2 separate regions of the Mus musculus genome follow, and region 1 is linked to region 2. A link is a contact called in public HiChIP or PLAC-seq data. All regions are on one chromosome and are shown on one strand. The core of a region is the stretch at or near the end of the contact, and the rest is flanking DNA. Distances in the headings are between cores, read along the strand shown.

Region 1 (3,832 bases), core at 148-2,647, 580 kb before region 2:
ACTCACCTGGAGACGCCGTAGTCTTGACTGTCAGCAGCCCTGCATCCCTGGAGGAGACACTGAGCTCTGTGCATAGGCTGGTGCACTTGGGGACCACAGGCTGTGCCCTGTCCAGTTTGCTCCTGAGCAGGTGGAAACCTCTGAGCACAGCCAGGCAATGCTCTTCCACAACTCCCAGCGGCAGCAGCAGAGCCAGCAGCGACCCCAGAGCCATGCTCAGCAGCGCCATCCACAGGAAACGGCCCCAGACGGAGACCCATTTGGGTTCGGCCACTGCCACCACCGACGCCATTGGCATGAGTATCATCTGGACTGAGGGCTGGGCCCAGAGCACTCGACACAGAGGAAAAGCTGGACCCTGCAAGGAACCAAGCATTGTAAAAGAATGAGGCAGTGGGAGTGGACCCGTTCCCAGATGGAGAGACCAGACACAGAATCGTCACACTTTCTAATTCATTAGGGACCACGGAAATGGGGGAGGGGTCTCATGGTGCAGGGCCAGCCTGGGAAGATTCATCCTAACCCATAGCTCCTCCGGGGTAGAGTGATAGGACTCTAATGCATTTATATATATTAACTTTCATAATCTCAGCCTACAACCCCAGGAGGTGATGTTTCCACACCGCCCTCCCCAGAGGAGATGCAATCAGAACTCAGAAAAGTGAAGTCGGGGACTTTTCAGCCCCCCTCTTAGTCCACTAGTCCACCACAAGCGACTATTGCCACAGGACACCTAGTGTTTGGGCTGTAACTCCTGCATACGCCCCTGGACACACACCACAATCTTCGATAAGGACAAATGTCTGGTGTCCTGATGTTACCATATGAATACCGACAGCCTCGGTGACCAATGTTGTGTCCCTTCTGCCCTTCCTTCCCTGGCTTGTCCATCATAGACAGGGAAACCCAAGGCCTGGCCAACAACAGTGGGTGATGATGCCCTACCTCAGCGAGGGCGAACACAAGCTTGGGGGCTGGCGGGGGATGGGGGGGGGGAGCGAGGGATCAGGTATGCAAATGCCATCTTGCCAACAATAAGCATTTATTGGGCAACTATGGTGTGCCGGACACTGCGCTGCCGGCCAGCCTTGCACGCTGTCAGCCCCCTTGCGAAGAGCGAGCAAGCTACCTGTAGCTCCCGGTTTACAGATGAGGGATGACGCCGTTCTGACAGGCGGCGCCGGAGCTCCGGGGCCTGACCCGCCACGTCATCACTTCGCGCGGCCTGTGCAGCGGCTCGAGCCCAGCAGACTTCGGCTTACTCCCGAAGCGGGGGGTGGGGTGGGGGGTGGAATGAGGCTGCCGCGAGCTCCCGCTACGAACCGGCCCAGGGCTCGTGCCCGCCTCCAGCATCCAAACCCGCGCGGCCGTTCCCCGCAGCCGCGGTCGCAGGCCCCGCCCCCACCACCTCGCCCCGCTCCCGTCGCCTCGCCATTGGACGGACGGCCGCCCTTGCCGCGGCGGATTGGCTGTCTCGACTTGTCCATCCGCCGCGCTTCCGGGTTCTAGAGCTAGCTAGAGCATCCCCCCGGGAAAGGCGCGCCGTGTGCCGCTTCCATTGGCTGTCGCTTGTGTGCATGGGGCGGGGTCGAGGCCACCGGCTAGGGCGAGCATTTGCGTCCTGTTTTCCCGTCCCAGCATCTGCTACCTTCCTGGGCCTCCACCTAGGCTCTGTGTGCTTCAGTTTCTCTGGTGTGCAATGGCAGTAGCCACATCACCAAACGTTTCCCACTTCTTAGTCCCGGTTTCACCGTTTGTCCCTTTTCTTTACCCCCTTTCTTGTCCTCTCTAATCTACTTTTGTTTTTGAGATGGCTTCGCACCGTGTAGACCAGGCCTGGCTAGGAATTAATTCACGGTGTAGCCCAGGTTGGTCGGGACTTACTGTGTAGCCCGAGCTGGCTTAGTATTCAACCCGGGTCATTTTGAGCCAACATGCCCTCCTGACCTTTTTTAGTTTGCATTCTCTGGAGCGGCTGGCTATGGCTTTTTGTTTACCAAATTAAGTTTTCTTTGGTGCAGAGGGCAGGGCTCCCATCTCAACCCACAAATATTGAACCGGAAGCTCCCAGGGCCTGCTTTGAGAGGTTACTGGGCACACTCTGGAGTCAGACGGCCCACAGATTCAGATTTTTGCCCTCAGTCTCTTGTGATCTTGGATCAGTTTTCTCAACGGCAGAATGGGACAACAGCTCACATCTCTTAATTAAAAAAAAAAAAAAAAGTTCGTGTGCGCGCACGTGCACAGAGATCAGTTTGCAAACCTGGGCTTTCTCCTTCTACCATATGGGTTTGTGGATTGAACGCAGGTCACCAAGTTTGGCTCCTACCTGCCTTAGCCCTCAGGTTCTGGATTTGGGACTCTTTTCATGGAGCCACACAGCCCTGGGTTCGCATCCCAGCTCTGCCACTAGCAGACTGACTTGGTGGTGTCAATCTACTTTACTGATCTGTCACCTGCAGGTAGCTTAAATTGGTCTGGGACTCACTGTATAGGCCAGGCTAGCCCCAACCTCCCGCCTCTGCCTCTGCCTTCTGAGTGCTGGGATTAGAGGCATATACCACCAAATCCGGTTTCAGCCTGCTTTCTTATAGAACCCCCTGACCAGCCCAGGGATGGCTCCACCCACAATGGGCGGGGCCTTCCCCCATCAATCATTAATTAAGAAAATGCCCTACAGTTGGATCTTATGGAAACATTGTTCTCAATTGAAGTTCCTTTCCCTCCAGATAACGCTAGTGCGGTGATTCTCAACCTGTGGGCCATGACCCCACAGGGCTCTCATATTAGCTATTTACATTACATTACGATTCATCACAGTAGCAAGCGTATGGCTATGAAGTAGTAATGAAATAATTTTATAGTTGGGGGTCACCACAGCATGAGGAAACTATGTTTAAATATAATTTTATAATGTAGTATGTTAGTCAGGGTTCTCTAGAGTCACAGAACTTTTCGGTAGTCTCTATATAGTAAGGGAATTTGTTATGATGACTTACAGTCTGTAGCCCAACTCTCCAACAATAGTCAGCTGTGAGTGGGAAGTCCAAGGATCCGGTAGTTGCTCAGTTGCACGAGGCTGGGTGTTTTCAGCTGGTCTTCTGTAGAAGTAGGTTCCAACAGATGTGCCAGCAAGTAAGTGCACGCAGGGGAAGAAGAGCGAATCTTCCTTCTTCCAATGTCCTTATGTAGGTCTCCAGCAAAGGTGTGGCCCAGATTAAAGGTGTGTACCGCCACGCCTGGATCTGGGACTTGCTTTGGCCCAGGCTGACTTTGAACTCAGAGATCTCCTTGCCTCAGTCTCCTGGGATTAAAGGCCTTGCCTGGGCCCAAGCTTTTTTTTTTTTTTTTTTTTTTTTCTTTCTTTCTTTCTTTCTTTCTTTCTTTCTTTCTTTCTTTCTTTCTTTCTTTCTTCCTTCCTTCCTTCCTTCCTTCCTTCCTTTCTTTCTTTCCTTTTCTTTTTTCTTTTTTTGGCTTTTGGAGACAGGGTTTCTCTGTACAGCCCTGGCTGTCCTGGAACTCACTTTGTAGACCAGGTTGGCCTCGAATTCAGAAATCTGCTTGCCTCTGCCTCCCGAGTGCTGGGATTAAAGGCGTGCGCCACCATGCCTGGCCCTCTTTTTTAAGATTCATTTATTTATCTTATGTATATGAGTACACTGTTGCTGTCTTCAGACACACCCAGAAGAAGGCATCAGATCTCATTACAGATGGTTGTGAGCCATCATGTGGTCGCTGGAATTGAAGTCAGGACCTCTGGAAGATCGGTCAGTGCTCTTAACCGCTGAGCCATCTCTCCAGCCCCAGAGCCTAAGCTTTTCATGGCCACTAT
Region 2 (3,856 bases), core at 477-2,976:
AGCGTGGGAGCTTGGCCTTCTGTCTTCCGATTTCCTGGATCCTCCGCAGAACACAGGCACGTGTATGTGCCTGCTAGCTTGTCCTGACAAGCCACTCGAAAGATGCAGCCCTGTAACTATCTGTTGCCACACTCGTGAGTTCTTGGGGCAGGACACAGTTGTCCCTGACTAGGGATGGGTGAGCTGGGTTCCCCAGGGACTCAGAACTAAGTCCTGTAGAAACGTTGTCACTGTGCATGTAGGGCCGGGGGTGAGAGAGCCGGTACGAGGACCACATTGTGGAGGCAGCCACAGATGGCTCCTGGCATCCCTTCTGCTCTCTGTGGATTCTGGTAGCCACAGACCTACTTCCTCAGCCATCTGGGCGGTGGGTATGAAGCCTGCTATTCCCCTGCCCTGTACTCAGCCTGGGACGGTGTGGGTGCTGAAGGACCTGCCTGCCTGCTGTCTGCTTCCCTGTGCCTCCACACTATTGGAAACATCTTTCCCCAAGCTTGGCTGTCCCTGAGTTCTGGTGGATTCTCTCATCTTGATCTCTTAAGATATGATCATGGGTACCAAGAGATCCCTTCATGGTCCCTGTGTCCCCTGCCAGATCAGGGTGCGTGTGACCTGCTTCACAGTCACCCAAATCTCACGGAGCTTTTGAATAACTGAGAGGTTCTTGCTGTCCTGACAGAGCACTCAGGCCTGACTGGTGAAGTGAGCACGCATCCTATGTCATCCGGCCCCATGGATATGAACTTCATTCACTAGCTTCTCAGGGCCTGGCGCATAGTAGATGCTTTGGTGGAGTGAACCTATCAGAGGGGAAGGAAGGTCACAACGGGCCTTCTCTCCTATGCACATAGTAGGCTGGTTGCGGTTGGTGCATGGAAGGATGCAGCTGAGGTGGTGACTGTACCCCAGACCTGTGTCATCACACAGTGGGCATCCAGGAGCCCGCCCGTGACTCAGGGTGAATGTTCAAGTACCGGCTGCACCATGACTCTGTTCACCGTGCTTGGCGAAGTGCTGGGTATACAGAAAGTGCTCAATAACTGCTTATAGACCTGAATGAGAAAATGAACGACTGACGAGTGATCAGGATCCCTTGTTCATTTCCTCTGTTTTTTAGTACAAGCTCCTGCACACAGTATGTGCTTGTTAATAGTGAGCCAATGACAAAGTGAGGGTTTTTTTTTTTTTTTTCTTTTGAGAATAGAGGTCTTGTTGGTTTGTTTACAGTGAATGAACTGGGCTCAGTGCACAGAGGTGCTCGCTACGTGCACACTGTACTGAGTGAGTAGCTGAACTGAATACATTTCTGAAGCTGGCTGAGACTTGTTTTGTTGTGTTTCCTCCACTTCTCACACAGGGCTACGCACATGGCAGGTTCGTGGCTCATGCTTACTGGGATATCCGGGGCCCCTCAGGGGTCTCTGTCTCTGCAGAATGGAAGAAAAGCCGGTGGGGGGTGGCAATCCTGCTGCCGCCTTTCCTGTTGTTCAGGTCCACACAGGTGGACAGGAAACCGCACAGGCTGCTGGGAGCTGCTGCCCAGGCTGGCCTTGAACGGCCGTGGCACCCTGCCAAGCATGCTGCTAAGGAGCAGCACCCCCGGGGACCCCTCTTCCCAGCCTTGTTGGCTGTTCTAAGTTTAGAGCAGGCTGTGCCAGCCTGCAGCAGCCATTGAGCTGCTGTGTCTCAGTGTCGAGGCCCACTGACCCCAAAGCCTGACCCAGGCTTCCTCAGAGCCCGCTGGGCTCCATGCTTGCACAACAGACCTAGCTGCCCTGAAGTCGAGTTCCCCACCATAAAAGGGCATAAAGAGGTTCTTTCTCTGTGTGCTCAAGGGATCCTGTTCCCCAGCACTGGCTTCATGTCTGGCTTCATCAGACCCTTCCCTCTGAAGGACCACACCCCAGGGCAGCCATCTTGCTGTTCATAATGATAGGCCTGCTTCTCCCCAGTGCAGTGTGCGGGGCAGGGTGCAAGCTGGGACTCACATGGGGTGAGGAGGCCATTTTTAGAGAGTTAGGTAGTGTTCTTCCTCTACCCGAAGACTGGGGAAGAGAGCTTGTGAGTCACGGAGCAGAGCCTCAGTGCCCAGAGACCAGGTCACCCAGTGTGGCGTCTGACCAGATGCTGTGGTGCCAGCCAGCTTCGGGTTACTGACTCGGGTGCTTGGTGTCTGGTGTCTTGATGAGAAGCTCTAACAGGAGGAAGGTGCAGTGGTGAGCATCTGCCATTGCACTGAGAGATTGGAGGCAGAAGCAGCATGGGCCACATAGTAAGACCTTGTCTGAGAGAAAAGATGGCTGTTGTGGAGATGGGATGCTGTAAATGTGGGGTGCAGTGGTGGATGTCTAATCCAACTCAGACCCAGGGAGAGGTGCACTCCGAGGCTTGATGGATGTTCAATCAGTGAGCTCCAGGTTCAGTGAGAGACCCTGTCCCAGAAGATGAGAGAGAGTGTGTAGAGGAAGACACCTGATTGTCAACTCAGGCCTTCACATGATTGTGTGCACACACACACAAAGACATGCACATACAGACACAGATTCTCAGACACTCAGAATACACACACACACACACACACACACACACACACACACACTCATACTCACATTCACACATACAGACACAGATAGACATAGACAGGCATACAGAAAGACACACACAGACACTCACACACTTACACTCATCACACAGACACATACACACACTCACATTCATATATATACAAACTCATACACACATGCACACACATACACAGATACAGAGACACACTCAAACACACTCATACACACAACACACACTCGTACATAAACTTACATACAAACATACTCTCACATGCACACAGACACTCATACATACTCACATTGCACACACACTCACACATACACAGACATACAGACACACATACACACACTCCTACATATAGACACATGCACACATTCACATTCGCACATATACATAGACACTCATATACACTCTCATGCACACACACTCACACATACACAGATATACATAGACACACACACCCACACACACTCACACATACTCATACACACTTAACACATACACTCATACACACACTCACATACAAACATACTCACACTCACATTCACACATACCCTCACACATACACAGATAGACAGACAGACAGACACTCACACACACGGACATGGCCTTCTTGCTCACGATTTGCGGAACCCTTTTCTAAGGGCCTTGTGGGTACCAAGCTCCAAGGTGGGATCCCTGGGTGCTTCCTCACCCCCACCAGGAGCGGTGACAGCTACCTGCTTACATACTTGTTCAGTGAGCACCTGCTGGTCTCAGACACCTCCTCTGGGAATCCTGGTTTCACGTCTATCCCTGGGCTAAGGTGCTGTAGCCAGAAGCAGCTTCGGGGAGAGAGGATTTGTAGCATACACTCTTATGGTCGGCCATCACCGAGGGCTGTCTAGGCAGGAACATGAGCAGATGTCACACGGTCATGAGCTGAGAGAGGTGAACTCATCTTTGCTAATTTACGGCACAGGGCACCCACTTCTACAGTTTTCCCATTGACTGAGGCTGGGGATGAGCTGTGTAGAGAGGACTTAGGGGCATAGAGACTGGACAAAGTTCTCTCTGACCTCTGGGCCGTTTCCTATTAGGACCCTGGGCTCTTGGGGACTACAGGAGTCCTGGACAGCAATGATCTTTGAGCTCAGTAAGCAGTTTCCTGGCCTTTCCTGTGTTCCCTCTCTGGTGGTCCTGAGCCTTTTCGTCACAGGCTCCAGACAGGTGCTTTCTATGTGGTGAGGATGCCCTGTGCAGTGCCGGGGCCGATCGAGTTTTTTTTCTGAATGCCAGTTGTTGGGAAAGG

The links. HiChIP or PLAC-seq counts read pairs in DNA pulled down with a chosen protein or histone mark.
Region 1: a contact with region 2 is called in an H3K4me3 HiChIP or PLAC-seq map of bone marrow-derived macrophages, with 5 times the contacts expected there. The contact joins the promoter of Ficd here to the enhancer-like site in region 2. A contact is called at or near these places in 1 of 39 promoter capture datasets (embryonic stem cells), 2 of 484 Hi-C or Micro-C datasets (embryonic stem cells and ventral hippocampal neurons) and 3 of 115 datasets of contacts at active chromatin or transcription factors (VIP interneurons, bone marrow-derived macrophages and large pre-B cells).

What each region holds. Positions count from the first base shown.
Region 1 is chr5:113,733,347-113,737,178 of GRCm38.p6, reverse strand. It overlaps Ficd (FIC domain containing), which reads right to left and starts at 1,397. Exons shown (of 3, transcript NM_001010825.3): 1 at 1,130-1,397; 2 at 7-358. The coding sequence starts at 307.
Region 2 is chr5:113,149,346-113,153,201 of GRCm38.p6, reverse strand. All of the region lies in intron 6 of 2900026A02Rik (RIKEN cDNA 2900026A02 gene), which reads left to right. It overlaps Gm42161 (a long non-coding RNA gene), which reads right to left. Exons shown (of 3, transcript XR_003955964.1): 2 at 3,297-3,448. Among named protein-coding and RNA genes, the nearest start is that of Gm42161, 5.9 kb to the right of the region's middle. RefSeq lists an enhancer at 1-1,250. Within about 2 kb of position 1,726, at least 87 of the 459 cell types and tissues checked have an H3K27ac peak or open chromatin away from gene starts, as enhancers often do. A contact at or near this core is called in bone marrow-derived macrophages, where this site is marked.